Regions from separate parts of the Mus musculus genome. Here all the other regions are linked to region 4. Evidence: chromatin contacts called from public HiChIP or PLAC-seq and promoter capture Hi-C data. All regions are on one chromosome and are shown on one strand. The core of a region is the stretch at or near the end of the contact, and the rest is flanking DNA. Distances in the headings are between cores, read along the strand shown. Region 1 holds the start of Sod1 (superoxide dismutase 1, soluble). Region 2 overlaps App (amyloid beta (A4) precursor protein). Region 3 has its middle 4.2 kb from the start of Gm10789. Region 4 holds the start of Rwdd2b (RWD domain containing 2B). Region 5 has its middle 17 kb from the start of Gm35714. Region 6 holds the start of Atp5j (ATP synthase, H+ transporting, mitochondrial F0 complex, subunit F). Region 7 holds the start of 4930529L06Rik (RIKEN cDNA 4930529L06 gene).

Evidence for each region. Promoter capture Hi-C pulls out the DNA fragments that hold promoters and counts their contacts. HiChIP or PLAC-seq counts read pairs in DNA pulled down with a chosen protein or histone mark.
Region 1: a contact with region 4 is called in a promoter capture Hi-C map of hematopoietic stem and progenitor cells, with 6 times the contacts expected there. The contact joins the promoter of Sod1 here to the promoter of Rwdd2b in region 4. A contact is called at or near these places in 8 of 39 promoter capture datasets (the C10 cell line, hematopoietic stem and progenitor cells, hippocampal neurons and 4 more), 1 of 484 Hi-C or Micro-C datasets (CD4 T cells) and 3 of 115 datasets of contacts at active chromatin or transcription factors (astrocytes, embryonic stem cells and epiblast stem cells).
Region 2: a contact with region 4 is called in an H3K27ac HiChIP or PLAC-seq map of extraembryonic endoderm stem cells, with 8 times the contacts expected there. The contact joins the enhancer-like site here to the promoter of Rwdd2b in region 4. A contact is called at or near these places in 5 of 39 promoter capture datasets (the 3T3-L1 cell line, cranial neural crest, hippocampal neurons and 1 more) and 2 of 115 datasets of contacts at active chromatin or transcription factors (astrocytes and extraembryonic endoderm stem cells).
Region 3: a contact with region 4 is called in a promoter capture Hi-C map of pre-B cells. The contact joins the enhancer-like site here to the promoter of Rwdd2b in region 4. A contact is called at or near these places in 9 of 39 promoter capture datasets (cranial neural crest, frontonasal cranial neural crest, hippocampal neurons and 6 more), 2 of 484 Hi-C or Micro-C datasets (embryonic stem cells and pre-B cells), 2 of 115 datasets of contacts at active chromatin or transcription factors (astrocytes and large pre-B cells) and 1 of 9 other capture datasets (embryonic stem cells).
Region 5: a promoter capture Hi-C map of liver shows a contact between it and region 4, with 5 times the contacts expected there. The contact joins the enhancer-like site here to the promoter of Rwdd2b in region 4. A contact is called at or near these places in 6 of 39 promoter capture datasets (cranial neural crest, hippocampal neurons, liver and 2 more) and 2 of 115 datasets of contacts at active chromatin or transcription factors (astrocytes and large pre-B cells).
Region 6: a contact with region 4 is called in a promoter capture Hi-C map of embryonic stem cells, with 9 times the contacts expected there. The contact joins the promoter of Atp5j here to the promoter of Rwdd2b in region 4. A contact is called at or near these places in 21 of 39 promoter capture datasets (the 3T3-L1 cell line, 3T3-L1-derived adipocytes, the C10 cell line and 13 more), 10 of 484 Hi-C or Micro-C datasets (B cells, CD4 T cells, LSK cells and 6 more), 15 of 115 datasets of contacts at active chromatin or transcription factors (astrocytes, embryonic brain, embryonic stem cells and 8 more) and 4 of 9 other capture datasets (adipose tissue, embryonic stem cells, liver and 1 more).
Region 7: a promoter capture Hi-C map of liver shows a contact between it and region 4, with 7 times the contacts expected there. The contact joins the promoter of 4930529L06Rik here to the promoter of Rwdd2b in region 4. A contact is called at or near these places in 3 of 39 promoter capture datasets (the 3T3-L1 cell line and liver).

What each region holds. Positions count from the first base shown.
Region 1 is chr16:90,218,577-90,222,272 of GRCm38.p6, reverse strand. It overlaps Sod1 (superoxide dismutase 1, soluble), which reads right to left and starts at 1,511. Exons shown (of 5, transcript NM_011434.2): 1 at 1,344-1,511. The coding sequence starts at 1,415.
Region 2 is chr16:85,032,765-85,036,523 of GRCm38.p6, reverse strand. The region is part of intron 8 of App (amyloid beta (A4) precursor protein); the gene reads left to right. Among named protein-coding and RNA genes, the nearest start is that of Gm10791, 62 kb to the right of the region's middle. Within about 2 kb of position 1,548, at least 5 of the 459 cell types and tissues checked have an H3K27ac peak or open chromatin away from gene starts, as enhancers often do. A contact at or near this core is called in extraembryonic endoderm stem cells, where this site is marked.
Region 3 is chr16:90,136,142-90,139,875 of GRCm38.p6, reverse strand. It overlaps a transcript of Tiam1 not described here. Among named protein-coding and RNA genes, the nearest start is that of Gm10789, 4.2 kb to the left of the region's middle. Within about 2 kb of position 1,570, at least 48 of the 459 cell types and tissues checked have an H3K27ac peak or open chromatin away from gene starts, as enhancers often do. A contact at or near this core is called in neutrophils, pre-B cells and stem cell-derived epiblast-like cells, where this site is marked.
Region 4 is chr16:87,439,186-87,442,785 of GRCm38.p6, reverse strand. It overlaps Rwdd2b (RWD domain containing 2B), which reads left to right and starts at 2,194. Exons shown (of 5, transcript NM_016924.2): 1 at 2,194-2,349.
Region 5 is chr16:90,185,475-90,189,111 of GRCm38.p6, reverse strand. No RefSeq gene overlaps it. Among named protein-coding and RNA genes, the nearest start is that of Gm35714, 17 kb to the left of the region's middle. Within about 2 kb of position 1,416, at least 11 of the 459 cell types and tissues checked have an H3K27ac peak or open chromatin away from gene starts, as enhancers often do. A contact at or near this core is called in liver, where this site is marked.
Region 6 is chr16:84,832,975-84,836,890 of GRCm38.p6, reverse strand. Atp5j (ATP synthase, H+ transporting, mitochondrial F0 complex, subunit F) reads left to right here and starts at 1,869. Exons shown (of 4, transcript NM_001302214.1): 1 at 1,869-2,082. It overlaps Gabpa (GA repeat binding protein, alpha), which reads right to left and starts at 1,767. Exons shown (of 10, transcript NM_008065.2): 1 at 1,348-1,767.
Region 7 is chr16:84,677,451-84,681,197 of GRCm38.p6, reverse strand. 4930529L06Rik (RIKEN cDNA 4930529L06 gene) reads right to left here and starts at 1,409. Exons shown (of 3, transcript NR_040537.1): 1 at 1,327-1,409.

The sequences.
Region 1 (3,696 bases), core at 262-2,761, 2.8 Mb before region 4:
AAAATCTCATTAGCTATCCAAATCTAGAAAATTTGCCACTTAACAAAAAAGAAAAGAACACCCAAAATTCAAATTAGTACTGCTCCAGAAAGTGTAGCAATAGGGAGAAAATGTAAGAGCAACCGACCAACAAGCAAGGACAATCATTTTTTAGGTTTTTTTTTTTTTAAATGTCCAACTTTTGCAACAGAATAAGGGAATATGAACTTTGGGTAGAAAAATCTGATTCTGAAAAGTTGGCAACAGGTTAAATCAACCAGCTTTGATTACAACTGCCAATCTGGAATGCTTAACTATCGTTTCATTGGGTACAAAGGGCACCAGCGATGTGTAGTTTGCAGCGTCACAAAAATAGTGCGAGCTGCTCTGGCATGGCATGGTGGAAGATGACAGAAACCCACACACAGGGGTAAGACCCAGCCGAACTTCGTCTTTCTCACAGTGAATTACGTGGGGAGGAGAAAAAGACAAAAACAAAAAACTTCCACAGGAAAACAACAAAACGCATTTCAATGCCAAGAAACTGCTGGAAACGAGGCTAGTTACGAAAAACTCTAAATTGCCGTTATCAGTTCTCGTCGTAAACCAAACACTTGGGATTCACTATGGTGTCTGCCTTCTCACACGTATGTCCACCACTTCAGAGAGCACATAACGCTCATTTATCAAATATTCTCTCGGGATTAAGGTGAATACAACAACGGTAACCTCCCTAAGGCTCTGGACACAACCTTACCACACACATCTTCCCTGTGACGCATGTGTTTTTGCAGGGTCACAGTATTTTCGAAAATATCTCTATGTACTTTTCCAAAATGTGCTCAGAAACTCGCTGTGGTAGAAAAAACCCACAGCCGGGTCTCTCTCTGGAGTGCAAAGCAAGGGACGGCTGTCCAAGGCCATCTCTTTCTTTCCGCCTTGCGACACGACCCTGACCTAGTACAGAACAGCCCAGGACTTTGCTTTAAAGTGCCGCAAACGCGTCCTGCGGCCTTAGTCCGGTCTGGCACCACCGGGTTCAAATATTCTTACAACAATCGCAGCCGGTGGCCACGGGGCTCTGAGCCTGTGGGACACGGACACCGGAAAAGCAGCAGCCCCAGAAGGATAACGGATGCCAAGCCGGCTCTCCCGGGCAGGCCCAGCCGCTCCGGGGCGCGGGGAGGCCCCCGCCCGCCCGGAAGGCCCCGCGGCGCCCCGGGCCTCGCTTCCCGGCGCCCAGCCCCTGCCCCAGGCCACGGTGACTCAGCACTTAGCGGGCTCAGGCCGTGGCGGGGGCGTGGCGTGCTCCCGCACAGGTGCGCCGCGTCACCGCGGCCTGCGCCCCGCGCCCCGGGCCTTGCCTTCTGCTCGAAGTGGATGGTTCCCTGCACCGGACCGTCGCCCTTCAGCACGCACACCGCTTTCATCGCCATGCTTCCCCGGGAGACGCGCGGCGGCCTCCTCCGGAGGGACCAGAGAGAGCAAGACGAGAAGCCGACGGACGGAAGGCGCCGCAGGAAAGGACCGCGCAAAAAAACGAGGCCCTGGCGCCACGGAGCTTTTATAGGCCTGAGTCTGACCACGCCCACCTTGGCACGGAACCAATCGCTACCCGCGGCCTCCGCCCGCCCTTCGTGGAGCTCCCTGGCCGCGGGGCACGCTGGGGGCGGGGCGGAGGGTAGCTCCGGCTCCTGGAGCGTGCGGACTGAGAAAGTTCCCGAGGAGCCTGAGCGGGGAAAGTCGCTATTGTCTTCTAACTGTGACGTCGGCCGAGTCGCCGCGGAAACCGAGAACACGAGGCCCGCGTGCGCGCCTGGAAGGTCTGAACCCACTGTGTCTGGAAATGCGGATTGTCACTGACTTTGCACAGCGCGCCTCGGTTGCAGTGTGAAAGTTGAGATGCGCCAAGATGGATGCCCAGTGTCATTTCCAGCTTTATTTTCTCATGATGTCTAAAATGTGTAAAGCCCATGTTCTATCTCTAGACACACCCCCGTTTCTTACTTATTTTTTACTTCTTTTATTTTTGTTACTAGAGCTGGAGATTAGACAGTCCCCACCCCCCACCCCGCCCCCTGCATGACAGACAAGTGCTCTGCCAGTTAAGACACACACACACACACACACACACACACACACACGCAAAACACAAGAAAATCAAGAGGAAGGAAGACCAACGTGTGGATACTTCATTCCTCCTTAAAATAACGAACAAAATACCCATGGACGGAGTTACAGAGACACAGTTTGGAGCTGAGACAAAAGGATGGACCATCCAGAGACTGCCCCACCTGGAGATCCGTGCCATAATCAGCCACCAAATGCAGACACTATTGCGTATGCCAGCAAGATTTTGCTGAAAGGACCCTGATATAGCTGTCTCGTGTAAGGCTTTGCCAGTGCCTGGCAAATACAGAAGTGGATGTTCACAGTCATCTATTGGATGGAACACAGGGCCCCTAATGGAGGAGCTAGAGAAAGTACCCAAGGAGCTGAAGGGGTCTACAACCCTATAGGTGGAACAACAATATGAACTACCCAGTACCTCCGGAGCTCGTGTTTCTAGCTGCATATGTAGCAGAAGATGGCCAACTCGACAATCACTGGGAGGAGAGGCCCTTGGTCTTGCAAATTTATATGCCTCAGTACAGTGGAATGCCAGGGCCAAGAAGTGGGAGTGGGTGGGGAGGGGAGCAGGGGGGCGTGGTATAGGGGACTCCCCAGATAGCATTTGAAATGTAAATGAAGAAAATAATAAAAATTTGAAAAAAAAAAAGACACACATACCTTTTTAAAAATATCACACTGTGTACCTTTGGCTCTCATGGAACTCATTGTGTAGAACAGACAGGCTGACCTTGAACTCACAGAGATCTCCCTGGCCTCTGCCTCTCAGTTGCTGGGGTTAGAGGGGTTCTTTTTTAATTTTTGAGATAGGGACTAAACTTGAATTTAAGATCCTCCTGCCTCAGCATCCCTAGTAACTAGGATTGCTTGTCTGCCCCACCATTCCCAGCTGGTGTTACTTGCTGAGTAAAAATCTGTATTCTCTTCCCTGTGTGAAGTGGTTCTCGGACACGCCGTGCATTCCACTGGCTCTAAGCCACACACTGGAGAACAGGATGCCTGATAAAGTCCTATGTGATACCTCCATGCAATGGGTGAGAAATAGTGTTTCAAGGAAAATATTTGTTAAAATGGTATGGAATGAGCAAAGGTTACAAACTACAAAGAGGGGGCTCAGCATGTATTTACATGAGTTCTCAGAAATGTCTAGAAAGATATATGGGGGGTCCCTAGAGACAAGAAAGGGTATCAATAAGAGGAAGGGAATTCTTTTTTTTTTTAGGATTTATTTTTTATTTATATGAGTACACTACAGCTGTCTTCAGACACACACTAGAAGAGTGCATTATTTCCCATTACAGATGGTTGCTGGGACTTGAACTCAGGACCTCTGGCAGAGCAGTCAGTGCTCTTAACCACTGAGCCATCCTTATAGCCAGAGAAAGGGATTTTTTTTTTTTTTTCGAGACAGGGTTTCTCTGTGTAGCCCTGACTGTCCTGGAACTCACTCTGTAGACCAGGCTGGCCTCAAACTTAGAAATCTGCCTGTCTCTACCTCCCAAGTGCTGGGATTAAAGGTATGTACCACCACTGCCCGGCTGAGAAGGGAAATTCTTAACTAAAAAGAACATGGTGTCTTCTTAAGGT
Region 2 (3,759 bases), core at 299-2,798, 2.4 Mb after region 4:
AGCCATTGTCCTTGGCTAGTTTTGGGCTATTGTTTTAAATTATTCTTCATTTGTTCTTCTAGCTGTGAAATAATAGCCATCAATTTGTTAGCACATCATGGAATACTAATAATGGAACTATGCTATTCTCTTAGACTGCCAAACTATAGTAAAAACAATTATTTGGCTAGGCATGGTTGGCGCACTTCTTTAACCCCAGAACTCAAGAGGAAGAAGCTAATGGATTTCTGCAAGGCTGAGGCCAAGCTGGGCTCCAGAGTTACTTCCAGGCTAGTCAGAGCTATATAATGGGACCTATTTCAAAATAATAATAATAATTATTATTATTGTTGTTTAAATAATTCTTGCACAGATATGTACTCCTTCCATCAGCTACTTGATAAAGGCATGGAAGTGCATCCATTTTATTAAAGGGATTGGGCGTGCTTTTCTGTCAGGCCGTAGAGTCACTATCCTATCTACACACTGCTGCAACCACAGATAGTAAATTAGTAGGTAGTCATGACTGTGTGGTTGCCATGGCAGCCAGCGTCCTAGGAGAGGCCTCTGTTGGTGATGTACCTGCTATGCAAGCATGAGGACCTGAATTTGAAAATTTGAACCCCCAGCATTCGAATGCGGGGACTGCAACACAGGAGGAGTCTGGAACCCTGGTGCTAGGGTAGAATGGTGAAGCCAGACTAGCCAATGGGCTTGCTCCAAGTTAGTGAAAGACCTGCCTTTAAAACAAACAAAAACAAAAACAAACAAGCAGGTAAATAAAAGAGGGAGTGGCCGAGGAAGGCACCTTACAGTGGCTTCTAGCCTTTGCATACATCTACATAAAATGGAAAGCAGCTAGCAGCAACATGTCTACTTTAATACACAGAGAGGTTACTTTTATTAGCCCAGAGTGTGAGAATGCTACCACTATGCCTCTTGAGAGACTCGGCAGGATAATGTAAGCAGGCCACATTCAGTAATTTACTTACAGGATCAGAGATGTGGTCGGAAGGATTAAATCTCAGCATATGAGTGAATTGGGAAAGGTTGCTCTGGAAGGCTGTGGTAAATTTACATTCGCTGTATCTTTAAGGCTTTAAGAAGTTAAGGATCCATCAGCGCTCACTATCAGAGTTTTTGTGATACGACTGGTAGTGAAGACTGGCGTTCTGAACTCATCTGTTAAATATTGAGTAGTTATGACTGTTCATGTCTTTGTGAGCCACTGCTAATGAAGTCAAGGAAGCTTCCAGCAAACTAAGAAGAAACAACACCCTACGGCTAAGCGAGTCTGACTTCCAGTTACTATTACTCTCATTTTATGTCTTTCTGCCTGGTGGTTGTTCGTATTCAGGCTAAAGATAGCATTTAAGTGCAGGGAATATAGCTATGAATAAAAATTATGCTAACATTCATTCTTCTACATTCATCGCACATATCTGATAAAAAAAAATGTCCCATGTCAGTACAAGTTCATAGACATAAAAAAGAAATGTAGCTTGACTGGTGAAGAGTAAACAGAGCGTAGATTACATTTTTATTGCCTTCTGTCCACGTAGGACATTCATAGTGTTCTCCAGCAACTGTGTTCGAACTGGCCGTAAAAGAAGAGAGGCTCAAGAACACACCTCTTTAAAATCCAGTGTGCTGTTGAAAGATCACTCGCTTCTATTTTCCTGTTCATCCAACTCAGACTTGGTAGGGGTGGCCGCTATTTAGGTTTTGAGTGGAATGTACTAAGAGTTTTAGCTAGTTTGAAATTAGAGAGATGAAGGAAACTTTATATTAAAAAAATGTTTTAAGTGGAGATGGCAGTTTGAAAGCCTTGTCACGTGGAGATTAAAATTTCCTATAAAGTCCTTCTTTATAGGTTTACAGTTCACTCATACATAAATTACTCACGCTGTCATAGCCCATAACTCGTAGCCATTTCAAGGGACCGCATTACTAGCTCTCAATCAAATAGAATTTTCAATGATAAGGCAGTGAGTTACATAAGTCTTCACTGTTATCTTTGCTTGCCATTGTTGTATAGATAAGCTGCATTCTGCCAGGGGTGGGGGATATATCAAATAGATGCTATCCGTGGGGAATTTTGTCTAGGAATCACTCCCTTGTGTTGTAGTTTAGATGGTCAAGGGCATTACACCTGACCCCCACCACACACACACACACACACACACACACACACACACACACACACACACTAACACACATACCCAGCATACACAAAACAAAATAAGTAAATCTAAAACTAATATTAAAAGAAATGGTGTCACCTTGCAAATTGAGGAGTCAAATGGATATGAAAACTGTAGGGATTTTTTTTTAATATCTTAATTGTCGGTGTGAGGATCGACTGGAGCCCAGTCAGTCCTCAGTCTCCTTATCTATGCATTCAAGCAACCATGAGTCAAAAATGAATGCCTCTGTACTGAGCATATACAAGCTTTTTTTTCTCGTTTCTCAAACAATACAGGAAGAAAAACCACTCCCTTTAATGTTTGCATTATCTTCAGTAATATAAACAGTCTGAAAAAGGACAGTGTAGACATTAGATACTCCAAACTATATACAAATATACAAAAGGGAGGTGGGCAAACTGGAGTTTGCTCTCTATAGCGAACCCTGGAACCAACCGCCTCTGCACACACCCAGGCACAGTTAGCCTGCAGGGAGCTGAAATCACAGTGAGGGAAATTGGTGTATGAAGAGTCGGGCTCGATCATGCCTGTCTGTGAACCCTCTGAGCTGCATAGTGACTTCAGCCACTCCCAGGAACCTCAGTGGGTTTCACTTTTTTTTCTTTTTTTTTTTAATGATGTTTTTTTATTAGATATTTTCTTCATTTACATTTCAAATGCTATCCCGGAAGTCCCCTATACCCTCCCCCTGCCCTGCTCCCCTACCCACCCACTCCTACTTCCTGGCCCTGGCATTCCCCTGTACTGGGGCATATGATCTTCACAAGATCAAAGGCCTCTCTTCCCAGTGATGGCCAACTAGGCCATCTTCTGCTACATATGCAGTTAGAGACATGAGCTCTGGGGATTACTGATTAGTTCATATTGTTGTTCCTCCTATAGGGTTTCATACCCCTTCAGCTCCTAGGGTACTTTCTCTAGCTCCTCCATTGGGGGTCCTGTGTTCCCATCCAATAGCTGACTGTGAGCATCCAGTAAGTTCCTCACGTAGTAAGGCCTTTCCCAGGGGACAGCAACTACAGAAAATGGTGTCGTGTTCTCAGGATAGTGTTTTTTGTGAGAGACCATGCATCATGAAGACTCAGAAATCCGAAGTAAGCCTGTTCCCCACCAACCAGAAAATAGACGTCCAGTGGATCTTAAGAAGACCTAAGACTGTACAGCGGGTACTGTGACCAGCACTGGTGAAATGGACTCTCACATGAAACTTACTCTCATAATATTCATCTTCCTGGGCTTTAGGTTTAGGTAGCGTAGTTTTATTATGAGAAAACAGACACACCCGTGTCCCTTCGTGTATGTGACCAGCAGAGGAGGGAGACTGCAGAAGACGTGTGTGTGTGTGTGTGTGTGTGTGTGTGTGTTAGCGCTCGCAGGAGCACGCATACACATATACATATACATTTATATAAAGAATTCTACTCTGAGGAATTTACTTCTGTGATGTTTGTGGATACTGGTAAGTACACGATTGACTCCAAGCCATGGGAATCAGAATGTTCCCTGTCCATGGGCAAAGACCAGTGTCTCAGACAAGAATCCAAAAGCACACATACCTCCTTTGGCCTTTTTG
Region 3 (3,734 bases), core at 321-2,820, 2.7 Mb before region 4:
CTGCATCTGAAGGAGGTTAAACAGAGGGATGATTCACGGAGAGGCTGTGGGAGGCTCTGGCAGCTGAACAGAGCCTTGGTTTCAGAATAGGCCAAGGTCTTTTGGGGCTGGGTCCTGCTGCAACCTTTCTGTAAAGAGGACTTAGATTGAGATGGGAGGTGGGGGTGGGGGGATATCCCAACAGTTTTGAAACCTAGGATAACTGAGGTATGGTATTGGGAAATGGTATTGGGAAAGGTGCCCGATGTTTCCTGCTGGGAACGTTTTAAGTTGGGAAGTAGAAATAAAAGAAGGGTGGGGGGTGGGCTCGAATAAAACAAAATAAGATACCCCCTCCCCCAAACAACCTTCATGTATCGGTTCCAGTTTCTGCCGCCTCGAGAATGGATTTACCAATGATCCAGAGGCTCACGCTGTCCCTCTAGCTACAGTTTTACTTCAGCTACTCTTTGCTTATGATAGACCAAACACATTAAGTATAAAGATCTAGAAACAAATCGCAGTGTTACTACAGTCATTAGAGATGGAGTATCTCTGTCTTGTCCAGGGTGTCCTTGAACTCAGTTCTCTCCATTCTCCTGCCTTAGACTCCTGAACGCTGGGATTTCCGGTATGTGCTGTCATACCTGGGAAATTATTGTGTTTTTTTTTTTTTTTAAGGGGATGAGTCTTACCTTTTAAATAGCTTTTATTAAAGTATGTGGTTGTGACTATTCTATTTATTTGTTTTTGAAGTCATGGGATTCCAACCCAAGGCTTTGCATAAGCTAAGTTTTACCACTAAGCCACACCCTTGGACCAATTGTCTTAGTTACTGTGATTTCTTCCTGGCCCCTTCTTTCTCTCTGAGTTAGGACTCTTACTTTGAAACCCTGGATGTGTCGGAACTCACAATGTTCCTGTGTAAATGTGTACAAGACATTAATAATTAGGCACAGTTCCCCCTTCTATACACTTCTCAACCTCTGTCACCACCACTGTCAGCAGTCAGCCAGGTGCTCACCTTTAGTCCTAGCCCTTGGGAGGCAGACACAGATAGATCTCTGTGAGCCTGGTCTACACAGTGCGTTTCAAGACAGCCAGGGCTACAAAGAGAAACCCTGTCTTGAAAATCAACTATTCCTGGCTCTGTAGTGAATTTCTTTTCTTTTTTTTCTCCCGCCCCATGTAGTGAATTTCTTATTGTGTCTTGTTTACAGATGAAATGTGGCATGGGTCTGTATTGTTGGAACCGACAGTGTGTGTGTGTGTGTGTGTGTGTGTGTGTGTGGTTGTATCCATGGATCTACAGGTCAGTCTGGTTTGGAACAATCCTTGGGCCTGAGGTCTTGGAGCTAGTTTAAGGAGACTTGCTGTGTACAGTTTGTGAGGGAGGGGCTACAAGGCTGCAGCAGCGGGCCTGAGCCCCCGCCTGACGCCTGGCATGGCGTGGAGCGGAGGGTCTCCTAGGCTAACGACTTTCAGTTGCATTTCCTTAGGAGCCCCAAACGCACTTCTGCCGCAGTGGGGGAAGACAGGATATCCTGTAGAAACAGGCTGCCTTTGTGAAATCTGCCACCCCTGGGGACCACTTCCATCTCCCCTGCCACTCTCCCATCTTCCTTAGAGCTCTGAACCTCGTCAACACAGATCAAGTCTGCCTCCTGCTCCAGATTTCCTGCGTCAGCTCTGCGGAGGTGAGAATAGGCCCAGCAACCTGGCAGGTCGGCCCAGGGAGGTGGAAGGTCGTCAGGATGAGGCCCAGTCTAGGAGTGTTCCCGGTGGAGGTCTGGGGGCTGTGGAGATGGAGTCGGTGAGGAGGAGGGCAGGAGGTGGAGATGTGCTCATCTGAACTGGTGTCTGAGCGGCCATGAGGGAAGGGTGGGTGCTTTGCAGGCTGTTCCTGTCCCCCTACTTACTGGAAGGCTCCAGGGTCTGTGGGGAGGGATCTCAGGCTCAGGCCTGGCCTTGGCAGGTCATTTTTCAAACCTCACAACCTCTTCTCTGTGATATGCCGTATTATTGCCGTATTACCAGCCCTGTGGGTTGTCTTTGCTTGTTTGTTTTGAGTCATTCTTGCTCTGTAGCCTAGGCTGACCTTCTTCTCCTTGAGATTTTCCTGACTCAGCCTCCCAAGTGCTGGAGTTCCCTGATGTGTGCCACCACACTGGCTCAGCTCTGGGCTTTTGTCATCCACCGGCAGCACGGGGGTTGGATGGATTGTGTCCCTGGCTGCCCCCCACCCCAGGCGATGGTTTCCAGTGGGAGTTGTCTCTGGGGACTCCGGGGTTGGCTCCTGTTCCTTTTCAGGCACACAGATCGTGCGCTGTATTGCACAGGCTGCTTTTGAACTTACGACACTCACCTCAGCCTCTCTGGTGCTCGGATCACAGATCCGTGCCGCCGTGGACAGCTTAGCCTAGTTTTTCTTGCGTTTGTATCTGTGTGTCACGTATGCCTACGTGTGCCTTTGTGTTTGCACGTGTATGGGTGGGCTCATGGGTGTTCAGCTCTGCATGAGTTCTCGTGGGGAGACCGGAGATTGGCATTGAGTGTCTGCCTGACCACTTCCCGCTTTATTTATAACCAAGGCTTTGGTTAGTCAGCTAGCCTGCCCGCCTGCCCACCCGCCCGCCCGCCTGCCTGCCCGCCCGCCCGCCTGCCTGCCCACCTGCCCACCTGCCCGACTGCCCGCCCTCCGGCCCTGGGGAAGCCTTTGCTTTGTCTCTTCTATCCTTTGAGCACTGGGATCATAGGCCAGCTGTCACAGGTGGGCTTTTATGTGAGTGCCAGGAACCTGCAAATACTTTATTCACTGAGCCGTCTCCTGAGCCCCAGCATATCATCCCTTAAGCATCCTTCCTCTGGAAGCATGTGTCTGTAGTCCATCTCTCTCTCTCTCTCTCTCTCTCTCTTTTTTTTTGGTTTTTCAAGACAGGGTTTCTCTGTATAGCCCTGGCTGTCCTGGCACTCACTTTGTTGACCAGGCTGGCCTTGAACTCAGAAATCCACCTGCCTCTGCCTCCCGAGTGCTGGGATTAAAGGCATGTGTCACCACCGCCCGGCACTCTCTCTCTTCTTTTTTTAATGGATGGATAACATGCCATTGGTTGGCTACAGTGAGTTTTGTGTATTTTGACGGCCACTGGGGTCACTTTCACCTTTCTGCCATTGTGAGTGGTTGTGGCCATGACAGTAGTGTACCATTTGTTTGGCTTTTTAAAGTTTTCTGATCATCCTAAGAGTGGTGTCGCCAGGCCATATGACAGTTCTGTTTTCCTCTTTGGAGGACGCTTAGGCGAATTTCCAGAAGGGTTGCACTCTCTTGCCTTCCTATCCACAGGGCCTGAGATTTCAGGTTTCTCTCTGTCCTCAATGTCTTCTTCTATGTCCCGTAGCTGCTCCTTGGCTTTGATTTGCATTTCTCTGGGGATAATGCAGAGTGTCCTCTTGGTGCTCTGTGGCTAATTGAGTTTTGTTTTGTTTTTTTTTTTTTTTCCTCCAAAAACATCCACTCAGCTCATTGCTGATTCCTCCACTGGATCTTCCTCATTTAATTGCTGTAAGGATTCCTTATCGTTTATTTGTTCATTTGCTTGCTCTGAGTCCAGGACCCCCTGCGTGCCAGCCGGGAGAGCACCTTCCTTGCACCTGGGCCTGTCTCTGCATGCGTGCATGGTGCCATAGGTCTGACATGATTTCCATATATTTTCTCCATTCTGTGACAGTGATTTAATTTTCTTGATGGTCTTTGC
Region 4 (3,600 bases), core at 945-3,444:
AATAGGCAGCACAGAACCATTTGCAGTTAAGGTGACAGATGGGGCACATGCCAATCCTGAAGAAACAGACATAATCATAAACAGGAATGAGCCTAGTTTTTCTTTACTCTTTGTATGTAAGATAACTTTTAAGCTTAAGATAGAGGCAGGGTGCTTCACCCTATTGTTTCAAAACAGCAACGTTTTGGCCACAGGGAACCTGCTGTGCTTTGCAGGAAGGGAAATGGCAGTTCCTACTGGAGAGCAGTTGCAGCTTTTCAGGACATCCAGACGTGGCCGAGTGTGGCTGGAGTATGTTGGGGAGTGTGCCAAGGCACGCTCCTCTCTTCACATCTGCTTTAAAGCTTTCATTTAAAAAGCTGGAGGGAAAAGTCCTTATGTAATTGAATTGGCAAAAACACAAAACATCCACGATGGGGCTAGAGAGCTGCTATAAAATATTGTCTTTATGGGTTTTTTTTTTCTTCCAGTTCTGAAAGGTTGTGTGTACTACTATCAATGAATAAGTGTTTATAAATCATTTCTAAAATGATTTAAAGAAATGAAAAAAGAGTGTATTGTATATGGTTGGATAAGGAAAAGAGAGTGGATTGTATATGGTTGGATAAGGCAGTACTTTCATGCTGGAGCCCCTTTCTCTGTCCTTTTATTAACAGGGATAAACTGACAGCTCTTCCCAGCGTGGTTACCAGCCAAGACCACTTAAAGCCAGGGTGGTTAACATTAGTTACCTGCTCACGATTTTAGTGTCTTACTGCTCTCTGGTTTAGAGACAAGAAGTGCCACAAGAGGGAAGGTTCTAGAAACCCAGGATTTGGAATTATCTCCACCACTGTCTAATCCATATCTGCCCACATTCTCAGTTAACAATGGCTCCAGTGGACCTATGTTGGCTCCACTCAACACAGCCTGCAAGGCTCCTGAAGAAGGGACAACAGCAAGCTTCACATTAATTTGATGATTAACAAACCTGCTGAAAGAAATATCAGATGCATCTCCTAGCAAATAACATAAAACTTGTGTTTAGAACCAACAAGGAATTCAAATAGTTTTCTCTCCCACCTCGTTAAGGCTTGACGCTGCCCTCCAGTTTAAACCTGTTTACACAAATGGCAAAGCCCTCTTTCCCAGTAATTTGATCACCTAGAGTAGTGTAACCCTTCTCTCCTCAAAACAGTGACCCTTTTCCCTAACGCTTTCCTTCTCTTTTTTTTCCCGGTGTAATCCTAGCTATCCTGGAATTCACTCTGTAGACCAGGCTGGATGGCCTCAAACTCAGAGTTGTGCCTGAGTCTGCCTCTGCCTCCCTCACGTTGGGATTAAAAAGTGTGCACCACCGCCCCCTCCTTCATGTTCTATGTACCAATTATTTTCAGACTAGCTAAACTGAATTAAGACTTCCAGGTATGGCACCAACTAGTGGGGAAAGGCAGTCACCACCTGAGCTAAAATAAAAGCCAAATGCATTGGTAGGCGGTGGAGACAGAGGCAGAGGCCAGCCTGACCGACAGGGAGAGTTCCAGGATAGCCAAGGCTACACGTGGAAACACTGCCTCATAAAAAAAATCCAACCAGCCAACCACCAACAAAACCAAATGCATTTCCTATCTGTGTCCACGTTTTCCTGAGAGCGCCCACTTGATCAACTAAAGTTTGCCTTGTCCCCGGGGGCGTCAGTTGGAGTGGTGGCCTGTTTGAGACCCCGAGCTTTTCTCTAGCACTTACTTAGGAAAGTGTTGTTAGGTAGGAATAAGAGATTAAGACCATACTTAATCTCTCAGAGTTTTACTTCTAGCCTAGTTAAAATGCAACTACCAAACACTTTCCTAAGCCTGGAATTTCTCTCTCTCTCTCTCTCTCTCTCTCTCTCTCTCTGTAGGGACGGGTCACGTATAGAAAAGAGAATGACAAGACTGTCAGCTATTAAATACTTCTTTTCTAGACGCATTAGGCATTAAAGTCCTGCCACCTGCAGAAGAGGATCTGTTCTTTGTCTGCTGGCTGGCATTCCTTGCCAGTCCTGTATCACCGCCACAGCCCCGGTCCCCAGGAAGACAATGAGTCCGGGATGGTGAAATATTAAGAATAAAAACCAGGACCAGAAAGCAACCGGCGGGGGTCAAAGCACCCCTTCGCTGCTCCAGACGTGAACGCTAAGCAAGAAGAGAGGAGCTTCCTGCTTCCGGGACTTGCGTCCTCACGCGCAGGCGCCGGCCCGCAAAGCGCTCGCTGGCTTCCCGCAAGAAGGGTTCAAAGATCGCGCCGTTCCCTTTCTCTCTCTGGGGTGAGACCTGAGCTGCGAGCGCGTCCGGCCCCGGGGTGTCGCCAGTGCGGGAGCCCCAGCTCTGGGTGAGTGTGGCACTGGATGCCCTTGCTAAGCGGAATGAAGGCCATGTTTCCATGGGGGCTCGAATGGGCGGTCGCTGGAGCAGCACTTCCGCCCATTGGTCAGAACCGTCTTCGGTGTTTCCTGGCTCCGCCCACATTCTGCGCCTGCGTGCGGGGTATCTGCGTTAACTCTTGGGTACCTGAGTTTAGGTTTAGCTCCTTAAATAATCCTATGGGGGCTGTGGCTTCTCTCAGCTCTCCGGAGACAAAGGCATGTGTGTGTGTGTGTGTGTGTGTGTATCTCTGTGCGTGTGTATGTATATGTGTACACACGGAAACATGAATGACCCGCCCCTACCTCAATGAGATTTTCTCTAAAGCTAAGCAAATTTTACTGAAGCCATGTAACTTTAGCAAAGAACTTTCAGTGTACTATGTAGACCAGGCTGACCTCGGACTCACTGAGATAATCCCTACCTCTGCCTCCCAAGTACTGGAATTAAGGACCTGTGCTACTACAGCTGGCAATCCACCCATCTTTTTAAGCATTGATGCCACACGTTTTTGTTTTTGTTCTTCCTAGACAGGATTTCTCCGTGTATCCCTTCCTGGTTGTCCTGGTATACACTCTGTAGACCAGGCTGCCCTTGAACTCAGAGATCCATCTGAGTGCTGGGACTAAAGACATGTGCCACCACTGCCTGACTGGCCACACATTCTTACCCAGTTTTCACATCAGCCATATTCTTCCCAGTTTAGAAATGGGGACTGAATCTTTTGTGTAGAGTCTGAAGGTGTATAAACTAGGACGCAGAAGCCATCTCTCAGTTTTGTTGAATTGACTATCAACTGCTTGCTACATTCCTTTTCTGACTTTTCTCATGTACGTGTGATCAGGTACCAGGCCCTGGCTGTGATCCAAAACTCTGTAAAAAGGTGACAACCGATAATTATAACAATGTTTTGTTGTTTCCTTTACAGTTTTAAGGTAGCCATTCATGAACATTAGTAACAATGTTTCTTTTAGCAGCCAGCAGTGGGAGGCAGCACTTTAATCCCAGCACTTGGGAGGCAGAGGCAGGTGGATTTCTGAGTTCGAGGCCAGCCTGGTCTACAGAATGAGTTCCAGGACAGCCAGGGCTACACAGAGAAACCCTGTCTCCAAAACAAACAAACAAACAAACAAACACCCACAGTGTTTATTTTAACGGCTTTATAATATTTGTTTGTTTACATATATTTCTTAAACTAGTTTCTTCCTTAAGTTCTTTC
Region 5 (3,637 bases), core at 167-2,666, 2.7 Mb before region 4:
CCAGTGATGGACAGTGGTCCTCCCAGTGATGGACAATGATCCTCCCAGTGATGGGCAGTGATTCCCCCAGTGATGGACAGTGATCCTCCCAGTAATGGATAGTGATCCTCCCAGTGATGGACAGTGGTCCTCCCAGTGATGGGCAGTGATCCCCCAGTGATGGACAGTGATCCTCCCAGTGATGGACAGTGATCTTCCCAGTGATGGGCAGTGATCCCCCAGTGATGGACAGTGATCCTCCCAGTAATGGACAGTGATCCTCTCAGTGATGGACAGTGGCCCTCCCAATAATGGATAGTGGCCCTCCCAGTGATGGACAGTAGTCCTCCCAGTGATGGACAGTAGTCCTCCCAGTGATGGACAGTAGTCGTCTCCACATCCAAGCTTTAACTTTCTGGTTTTCAATTACTCCAGTCATCTGAAGCTTGAAAATATTAATTGGAAATTCCTAAAAGATAACCTCATATCTTATTTTTCTTATAACATAATTTTTGTTGCAGTGTATTGTGACAATTATTTTATTTTTGGATCTTGTTAATCTCTTACTGTGCCTAGTTTACATGTAAAACTATCACGTATGTTTATATATAGAAAAAAAAGTCTCTTAGGATGTATACCTTATTAATGGGAGCTAGCTGAGTTTGTTGTTGTTGTTTTGTTTTGTTTTCAAGACAGGGTTTCTCTGTATAGCCTTGGCTGTCCTGGAACTCCCTCTGTAGACCAGGCTGGCCTCGAACTCAGAAATCCACCTGCCTCTGCTTCCCAAGTGCTGGGATTAAAGGCATGCGCCACCACTGCCCGGCCAGGAGCTAGCTGTTTTGATTTGTATTTCACATGCTTTACAGAAGACCAAGTTCCTGAGAATAGATGTCTTTGGAAGCCTTGCTAACAAGTTCAAGTAGGTTATCATCCGCGTTTGCTAACCTGGAAACAACTGTGTGAGAGGGGCTGGAGCGTTCAATTCCCAGCAACCGCAAGGTGGCTCACAACCATCTGTAATGGGCATCCGATGCTGTCTTCTGGTGTCTGAAAACAGTGACAGTGTACCCGCATACATTAAATAAATAGACAAAAAAATAAATAAATAAATAAATCTTTAAAAAAAAAAAACCACGTGAGAAGCAAATGACCCTGACATATTAGATACTGTTCCCTTGCTAGGATAAAGCACCATGACCCACCAGAAGCAGTTTATAGAGGAAGGAGCTTATTTTGGATTGTGGTTCGGGTGTGTGTGTGTGAGTGTGAGTCCATCACGGCATCGAGGTGCAGCAGCCAATAGTAGGCATGGAAGCGCGAGCAGAAGCTCAGAGTTCTTATCCCTGGTGGCAAACAGAATTAAAGGGAGCAGATCGGAAGTGGGTGGGTCTGTGTATTCTCCAGGCTAAGCAAGGCCACACTTGACCTACCAAACAGCGCCATCAACTGAGCCTGTTGGGAAATTCCCACCCATGTCACCACGATCCATAAGAGCAGTAGAGCAGGAGCGAGGCCACTCGTTTTATGAGGCTGCAAGGCCCCGAGGCGGGTGGACACAGACTGAGTGGAGCGAACAGTCTGTGAACTCTGACCCCGTGACCCTTCCTCCATTTCCTCTTACCATAATCAGGAGGACACAGCCTGCCTACACGCCATCTAAGTCCCAGTCTTCCTTCCCTTTCTCTCTCTCTCTTATTTGTAATAATCAATCAATGTCTTATTACATCTCTATGTCTTACATCCTTTTTATTTTAATGCTTAGAGGCATGGCCTTGCTGGGCAAGCTCGGCTGTTAGTAATTTTCTTCTCAAAACCTATAGTTTGGGAGCAAAGCTTAGCAAAGTGTGTGGGGTGGCAAGCTAAGCTAGCAGACATTAGGAGGGTAACACTTTCTGTTCATTTAGGCACCATTGAAAAGGACCCTTCAGATTTTATGTCATATACTTAGCAAGTATAATGTTCACACACTAGTGTCCTTAAAGGGATGACGTGTGGGTTCAGGAGAGAGAAACTGAGTGACGATCTCTCTCTCTCTCTCTCTCTCTCTCTCTCTCTCTCTCTCTCTCTCTCTCTCTGACACACACAGACATTCATGCATACAATGAACAGGGGTGACTCCCATCCTCAGAGTGTGATCAAGATGAGAGGATATGAGGATCAGCAAAGGACTGTGGGAAATGACAGGAATCCGGCAGCTCCTCAGGAGTGCCTCTGAGTACCTTGGGGCACAGTGTCCCCCTTGCCAGATGGATGGTGGATCCCCAGGAGCTGAGAACAGCTTCATGGGCAGGGGACAGAGTCAACTGAGCAAGCACCTCCCTTCTGTTTGAAAGGTTGTCCCTGGTGTCTGCAGACCTGGTGATCAGCTCTGTTTTAAATCAGAGAACAGGGAGGCTATGAACAGTGAAGTAATTTGGCAAAGCCACCCAGTTGGTGAATGCACTGGCATTAGAACTTCAGGAATACACTTGTATATACTCACCTTCTTCAACCACTGCCTTATGAAAGCAGGTTTTATTGGGTTTTCCCAGGATTATAGACCAAATATGATAATACAGATTTGACATAAGAAATCACATCTTCTTATTGACAGGTACCCAGAATGCTCAGATAAACTGCCAAGCATAAAAGTGCTGAGAAAAGATGAGCTATCCAAAATACCAGAAAAGCTAGCTCCTGATCATCAAAGGTCCCAGAACGATGGCTTAAGTGGCCAGCAGGTGGCAGCAAGGTTTCACTGTTGTCTTGAGCCCAGACTCGCTGATCGGTCCTTCAGAATCCACTAAGACACAATGGAGACAGTCACTCCTCCCCTCCACTCCAGCCTTCCTAGGGTTGGATCTTAAAGATGAGTAGCCTGGATCTCTGCCTCTAAATGTGTGCTTTCCGCGAACCTTGAATCTCTAACAACAAAACATTGCTGGGTGTGATGGCGCACACCTTTGATCCCAGGACTCAAGGAGGCAGAGGCAGGTCTATCTCTGAGTTCAAGGCCAGCCTGGTCTACATAGTTTCATTTCAGGACAGCCAGACTCTGTATAAAGACTCTGTATAATGTATATTGCTGTGAGGGCTCCTTTAGAGAGGGAGCACTTGCTGAGATTGCCGTCTTTACATTACAATAGGAAAAAAACAGAGGCAAAGGCAGGGCCTGTCTGTGACAGAGGCGAGCCAGATTTATATAGCAAGTTCCAGACCAGCCAGAGCTACATAGTGAGACCCTGGTAAACAAAACAAAACATCAAGAACAACAACAACCCAACAGGTAGATCTTCTTGCTAACAGTGAGGCTGTGAGCCTCTGGATTTTCTTGAACTGTTTATTCAGTCATCGACCAGATTTCTGGAACGGTCAACTTTTCTCACCAGGAGCTTATTGGTGACAAAATTTTCACAGGAAATGTAGTCTATCCTGGATGAGTAATAAAATGTGACAAAATGCAACTGAGTCATTTTGAAGTGTAAAATGACACACACTTGACATTTAATATATGCCTATTATATGCGTGCATTATTTTTGTGATTGTTAGATGTGTGTGTGTGTGTGTGTGTGTGTGTGTGTGTGTGTGTGTGTGTGTGGTGAGATCTGGCAAGGCCGTAGGCACCACTCTTAACCCATTTGCCCGCTCCTATACAGCCTCCATGCTTTAAGAAGGGAG
Region 6 (3,916 bases), core at 620-3,119, 2.6 Mb after region 4:
GAGACTCAGATGAATCCAGTACTTGGCCCCCCTGGGCTCCTCAACCTTACTACCGCACTCAGTACTTACTGAACTGACTCAGTCACGACTATGTATCCCCAAGTTACGCGTCTGTACTTGTAGCAAAGATAAAATGGACGTAAATCCAGTTGGCATCCAGGTAGTAATACAAATACAAAAGAAAGAAAAAAGAAGTGCTAAAAAAATGGCCAGTGTTTAGTGGCATGGGGTACCTAAGAATGTGAGGGGGATCTATATAAATGTTTTCCTCTTGCCAGCAGTCAGTCCTGTCATTAGCTCAATCTACCTGTTTTAAAAAAATTGAGGTGGGGAGGCCAAGAAAGGGGTCAACATTTGAAATGTAAATAAATAAAATAACCAATTAAAAAATGCACTTATTTTGCTAGGCAAGGTAGTGCACACCTTTAATGCCGGCGCTCAGAAAATAGAGGCAGATAGGCCTCTAAACTCTAGGCCGGTCTAATCTACATAGCAAGTTCAAGGTCAGCCAGGCTAGAAAGTGACACCCAACACAAACTTACACGTACCCAGACACCACTTATAAGGTGCGCATGCGCACTTGTGGAGGTCAGAGAGCAGACAGTTCTCTCCTCCTTCCATCTGGATTCCAGAGGCTGAACAGTCTGGCTCGGCAGCAAGTGCCTTTACCTGTCGAACCATCTCACTGGCCTACCTAAGGATTTAGTTTCAAATGACTGTTTGTCATCGTGAAACGATGCGCTGGCACCATTCTCTATGCTGTGGACCCTAAGGGTGGAATCCCCTAAACTCCATCGTTGTGTTCACTGCACTACACCAACCCCCAAAAAAGGTCGGGGGGAGGAGTGGGGGAAGTTGGCAAGGTACAGTAACTTTCACTGACATCTTCGGGAAAGACGCAGAAAGTCATCCTATGCATTAGAACGATTGCACCGATGCGACTCTAGGACAGTTCCAGAAGGGCAATCGGTACTGCTAGTGCGGGGATGGCTGACTCGGGTGACAGACAGGTCTGGCATCTTCCCGAGAGACCCGGGAGCGCCCGGGGCTGTGCGCTCGGCCAGCGCGCCGAGCCTGGACCGCGCCCGTGCGACGGGCGACTCCGCCGCGTCCCGCAACGCGGCCCGGGCCACGCCGCTCCCCGCGCCCCTCCCCTCGGCTTCCCGCACAGCCTCTCCCGCCCCTCCCCACCAGGCTCCCTCAAGTCTCCACGAACGGAAATGGGAGTCGCAGCGCCGGGGACCCAGCGGAAACAAAACACAGAGGCGGCCGCGGGGGGGGACAAGCCCCGGAACCAGGCCGCCCGCGCGGGCCCGCGCTCCCCGCCAGCCCGCGTCCGCAACTCACCAGCTCCGGAATTCGTCCCGTGGCCCTAGCCCGCGCTTCCACAGCCGGCTGGGAACGGCGGCGGCGCGGGCTCCAGGTACAGCGCCTCTCCGGGCGAGCCGCGCCGCTCCCGCGAGTAGCAGGGTAAGGTCCCGGGGCCCTTCCCGTGGAATCGGCGCTAAGGAACCCCAGCCCCTCTCCCGCCTCCCAGGCACCCCCGGGCCTGGAACTACAACTCCCAGCAGGCTGCGCGGCCCGAAACGCCCGCGACGACGGGGCTCACGAGGCACAAACGCCCCCCAGCCGCTTTGGTTTTTTGTTTTGTTTTGGTTTTGGTTTTTACGCGCTCCTTTGTACCCCCACCCTACATCCACCTCCCCAACCCCAAGGATCGGGACGCTGACTCCGAAGGGAGCTTGAACTAGGGGACAGGCCAGAATACGCATGCGTACAGTGCAGTGTCTCCAAGAGGGAAAAGGGGGTGAAGTTAAAGTGTAGGAAAGATGGCGGAGTCTTAGCTGAGGGACCCGGAAGCACTTACCCTCCACTTCCTCCTCCTGTTTGGCTTCTGTCTCACCTAGAGGCGTCCGGTCGCAGACTCCCTTCGAGGCGCTTCCTGTCCGGTGAGCGTCGAACGACTGAAGCCGCGGCCCATAGTGCCTTGCGATGGCGGGTAGGCGTGTGTAGGCGGAGCCAGGGCCGGAAGTAGAACGGTGGCGGCGGCGGTGACTCTGGCAGCTCGGGACTCAGTGCAAGGTGACTGGGAGGGTAACTGGGCTAGCTCGGCCTCCTGGGACTGAGCTTCTGGGTTTCTTCACGAGGAGAGAGGGCTGCCCGTCACCTTTGCCCTGGGAGTAGAGCGCAGCCCCGTGTCCTTGGCACCGTCCTGGCCTGGCCTGGGGTCACAGGTGACCTCGGCCCTGCTGGGTATTCAGATTTGCCTTACGCTCACTAAATAAGACCGTGAATGCTCTCCTGGGAGCAGAGCGGGCCGACTCGAAAAGCAGAAAAGACGGGGTGGTGAGCCTGCAGCCCGCCTGGGGCAGCCCAAGGTCACGGCGCGCCACAGGCTTGTGAATAATGCAGGCGGCGATCGAGCCTCCTAAGACAGGAAAGGGCGATGGTGATATCCTAAAAGTTTTATATCCAATCTAGAAGTCATGCTTTGTCGATTGACTTTATGATTAGATACTCACGAGCAGCAAAGGGACTAGCCTTCGGCTAGGCTGGTCAGTCAACCGCTATAAATAGGAGAGCCGTGCGCCTTCCCAAAGCTACACCTCTGGGTTTGAACTTTGATTACCCCACCCCCACCCCCACCATGCTTTCCCCAATATTGTTACTATCAGACCTCTAACAAGCAGCAAGCTAGTGCAGGATATTAATTCAGTACGGAATTTGTCCCAAATGGTGTTCTACACTTAGGATGCCATTTGTCTTCCGTGTGATCATGAACAGATCGCATTCTCTATTTAATCTGAAAAAGTGAAAGGCAGTGAAGGAGAAACAACAAGTAGTTTTGGTAAGAGAGAATGTGGTCACTGTTAGAACGATTGAGTAGGACTTAGGAGGTGAGTATACATGTATGTTTGGGGTTCAGAGAGTACGCTAAATTAGACGTGGGGATTGGAAATCATTGTTTGGGATGGTGCGTTATTGAAAGTGAAAATGTATTTTCCCTGTCTTGTAGAAGAAATGACCGTCTTGGCAGTTAGATTGGGAGCAGGTTGACTGTGGAATGTTAGGTAAACAACCTTCTTTAGACATATTTTTTTTAATCACCTATAAGCAAGACTGAAAGAAGCACCTTCCCCTAACACTTAGAGAGTATTTCCTAAGTGGACAATATGGAAGTATTTTACAGTATTTTTAGGGCTAAAGAATTCTTGATACCTTACTAATTATGTCTTAAGTGTGTTCCTAGATTTCCAGGATGAATCAAGTGTGGTGTTCTTATTATAAAGTCTTGTCTACTTGCCTGTAGCTCTTTCGCCTGTATAATTCTCTGGTAGAGTATGAATGGCATTGATTTCCTCAAATGTTTTATTTTTATCGGGATCGGTGAATGAAAACTCGTGCTTATTTGATTTTTTTTTCAGCAGTACTAAATGTTATACCAGGTTTGTTGAAGTTGGTACTATTGACACTTTAGATAACTCTTCAAAATGAGAATAGGGAAGATTGCTATCTTTCATGTTGTAGGGAGTATAGCAGTGTGCCCGAACTTTACCCACTATAGGCCACCTTCATTCAACTTATTCAGGACAGCCAAAATTATCTTCAGACAGGAATTGTGCCCTTGTAGCGAAAATTATACACTCTCTCCCTTCACATATGTTTAATAACCATTATGCCAATCAGCTGCCATATAGTTAACGATTCTTGAACTATTAGTGGTACCACTCAAAACCCTCTGTGCATTTCTGTCAGTCCATCCATCCATCTGTCCATCCATCCATCTATCCATCTATGTATCTATGTGTGCATATGTATGTGGACACTTCTGCCTGTGTTTCTCCAATGGCCAGGATCAGCCTCCGCTGTTTATCTTCAGGTTGTGCACATTGCTTTTTGAGACATAATCGGTCCG
Region 7 (3,747 bases), core at 160-2,659, 2.8 Mb after region 4:
CGCTTTGTACAGACTTTCTTCCTGAAATAATAGACAGAAAAGTGTTTCTGTCATAATGGGCATTATTTCTTCACTTAAAATATTTACTTTACAAAAGGTCATTTGAACTTACTCATAAGTGGAATTTTACAATGTACCATCTCACTAGCAAGCATGAGTCAACATGGATTGTTACAGACTTTGGAGAGTGAGTTGACTCTGTGCAAACCGAAATACACGTGGTCATGAATACACCCTGCTCCCCACTTTAAAAAAAACCCAGAAAACAAAACAAAAGCCGTGTCTAGACACAGTTACTTATTGAGTTTCTGTTTGATGTTTTAATTCCTGGAATGTAGTCCGGACATCGACCATATCTGTTGGACTACCATGAGCCTCCCACACTTCCAGGAACTTTCCTTAAGTTTTCATTTAAGTCTCAGAAAAAAGAAAAGGACAGACGACAAGAAAGACCATTACTCTCATGTTCTAGAGAAAGAGAAATGAGGTATCCGAGGGAGGGAAATGACACCTCTGTGTCACATATTGGAAGAGGCAGCACTGACTTTTTCTGAGGCATGGTTCTGTTTCTGCACTGGTTGCCTACACATGTCTAGGATAACTCCAGCTCTGCCCCCAGCATGGCCAACTTTCAGTTTTGACAAGAGAGGGGATTCCTGGAATGTAGAGCTAACTTAAAACAGTCCTGGGCAAAGTCACACTGGCTGGTCACTTTGAGTGTCTGTGTGTGGTAGTTTCAGAAGCCTCTGTTCCAGATATATCATCTGTACTGGTTAGGCCATTGTTCTTTCCAGGGAGGTGATATGCAGCTCTTCCTCTGGGGACTTGAGCTAGCTACCTAAAAGTCTATTCCAATCTTCAGCACAACTTCAGAACTCTGAGATCAAAATGTTCAAAGCGTGCTTCACCTTCCAAGACTGGTATCAAGCTCAAAGACTTGATATAAGATTTAGGCACACTCTTTGGGTCTAATGCTGGCAGTACCCCAGTCTTTGCCAGGTAAAAAGCTTCCATTATTATAGCCTGTCACTTTTCCATTCAGCCTAACTTTTTTCCTTAATGAGGCCTTTCACATTCTTTTTACCACTCCCCTCCCAAACTTTTTAAAAGGAGAATCATATGTTTCTTGATAGTAGAATATCTGCCTTTAGGAAATTATGAAAGGTAAGACCATGAAGTATAAATGTCTAGCTGGTTTTACTCTGAGCAAAAATATTTAATTTCTTGTTACATGTTTTCTTTAAAATATGGGCAATAATATTCCTTACCTTACAAGGTTATTGAAAGTATTGAATTATTTTATGTAACACACACACACAAGGATACCTGTCTCAATGAAAGTGCTAGGAGCCAGACGTGGTGCAAACCTCTAATCCCAGCACTTTAGGGGCTAAGGAAGGAAGATGACTATTTCAAGGGCAAATTGTGATGGTACAATAACTAAAGATTCTACAGTGGCACACATAGAATGTGGTGGTAACCAATGACTTTCCAATGGGTCTTAAGACCTACTCTACCAGAGGGAAACCATTCCTGGTGCTTCGCTACTCAGGGCTAATGAAGTCATAGATCTTGGAGTAGAGCCTACTACAACTGGCACTTTGCTAAATCAGTATAGTCCCCAACTATTTTCTAAATATTTGTCCTTATACACAAAGATAAGTGCAGCTCTCACCCATTGGCAAGAAAACTTATCTTTGCAACAGATAGAGACCACTACAGAAAACCATAACCAATCAAAATACAAAGTTATGGAGCCTAGTCCTAACTGATACAGCTGCAGTGTAACTCCTCCACCTGAGGCTCAGGGCTCATGGAAGAAGATGGGGTAACGAGGCTGTTAAGAGCCAGGGAAACAGGAATCCAGATATGAGGTGTATCTCTAGGGATGTTAGAAGCTACAGCCATGAACTCTCACCAACATGATTGCCTAAACATGAGTTACATGGAGGCAGTGACAGTAGACATGCTAATATGGATGGTGGAAAGCTCATTTAGGCACAGCCCTATGCAAAGAAATCCAAGCCACTAAGGGATGCTGAGAAGAGGAGAAATAGTTTCCCCAGGGATGAGCACACATTAGCTATCCAATATCAAATGATGAGCCCTGAAAACATACGTATGAGTTAACATTATACAGACCGAGCAGGTTATATTTAAGTATTTAGGAATATGTAGGTATATACATATATGCTTGTAACAACAATTAATGAAAAAAGAAGCCAGGAATTTGTAAGAGAGCAAGGATGGGGTAAATAGGGGGGATTTGAAGGGAAGAAAGAGAAAGGGAGAATGATCTAATTGTATGATAATCTCAAACACTAGAAGAAAATGAAATATAAACAAAAGTAAAACAGGAGGCACTAGCTCTGCCATCCCTGATTGTACACACTGCATTGTTCTCCCACAGGGTACCCAGGGGTGCAGCGGATGATGTGGCTGTGGCTCAAGGATTCTGGCTGAAGATGACGTTGATGTCAAGCTCACGAGTCTTGCTTTCCAGTGGTGCTGGAGGTTTCAGACACTTTCCCTAAGAGGCATGTTGTGTTTGTTCATGTTCTGATCTTGATGCACATGTTTGGCAAGTTCCCATCACTGTGGCAAAGATGCCTGAGGTAAGCAAGTAAAAAGAGAAAAGGAGTATTTTGGCACATGGTTGTAAGGAGCTCAGTCCCTGGTGCTTGGTCCTGATGCTGCAATGTCTCACGCTTGGAAGCTCCTGGCAGACAAAGCCTTTGCCTCATGAAAGCCAGGAAATGAAAAGATGGGGAGGAAAGAGCTGAGTCCTCATTTTTCCATCAAGGACTCCGTCCACTCCCATGACGACCTAATTAACTTATATCCTTTGGGCCCTACATCCTTAGAGGTCCCACTTTACGCCAGTAGTGCCAGAGGTTGCATGACTTTAGGTTACAGCCCATCATCTTGGGAAAGTCATGGTGAAACAAATGCATGCCTCCTTTTGCCTTGCTTTAAAATAAAATACACTCTAGGACTCTATCCCAGGAAAAATGGCGCCAACAACTTTTATGCTGGGTTCACACACATCAATTAACATAATGAAGATCTCCCCTCACCCTCCCCAGACTTGCATAGACACATCCACAGGTCAATCTGTTCTAGACAATTTCTTTCGGAGCCTTTGTTCCTAGGTGATGGCAGATTGTGCCAAGTCGACGGCGGAAACTAACCATCACATCCTCACAATGTCCTAACCAGTCTTCCGGCAGGTCAGAGACTTGCTGCCAGGGCTCAGGCAATGATCTGGAACCCGAAGCTGGGATGCTTTTCTAGCTGCAGAAACCGAGGGAAAGCACTTTGGGTCCATTTCCCGCTTCTAGAGATTATTAATGAGATAAAGTATTGAAGCTCGCTTTGTTCTAAGAGAGACTGCCTCCTTATTATTTAAGGTATACTCAGGCCTTTTATGTGCTTTTAATCGAGGGAACCTGGGTCTCTGAAGTAGCTTGAGGTTGAAAAGTAATGAGCCATGTTGGTAGCCCGAAAAGATTTACTTATCACATGAAAATTCTTCCATTACAATGTGCATGTTGAGTGAGAGAAACTGCCTTTGTAATTTTGCTGCCTAGTACTAACGCACGGTTTAGAATATGGGCCTTTTAAACAGCACCTGATTTTTAAGTCTCATAGCAACAGTAGGCTGCCATACCCATTACTCTGTATCCATGACTCAGAGTATCTGATGATATGGTGAGTCAGCTGACCCTTGGTTAATTAAAAAGGCAG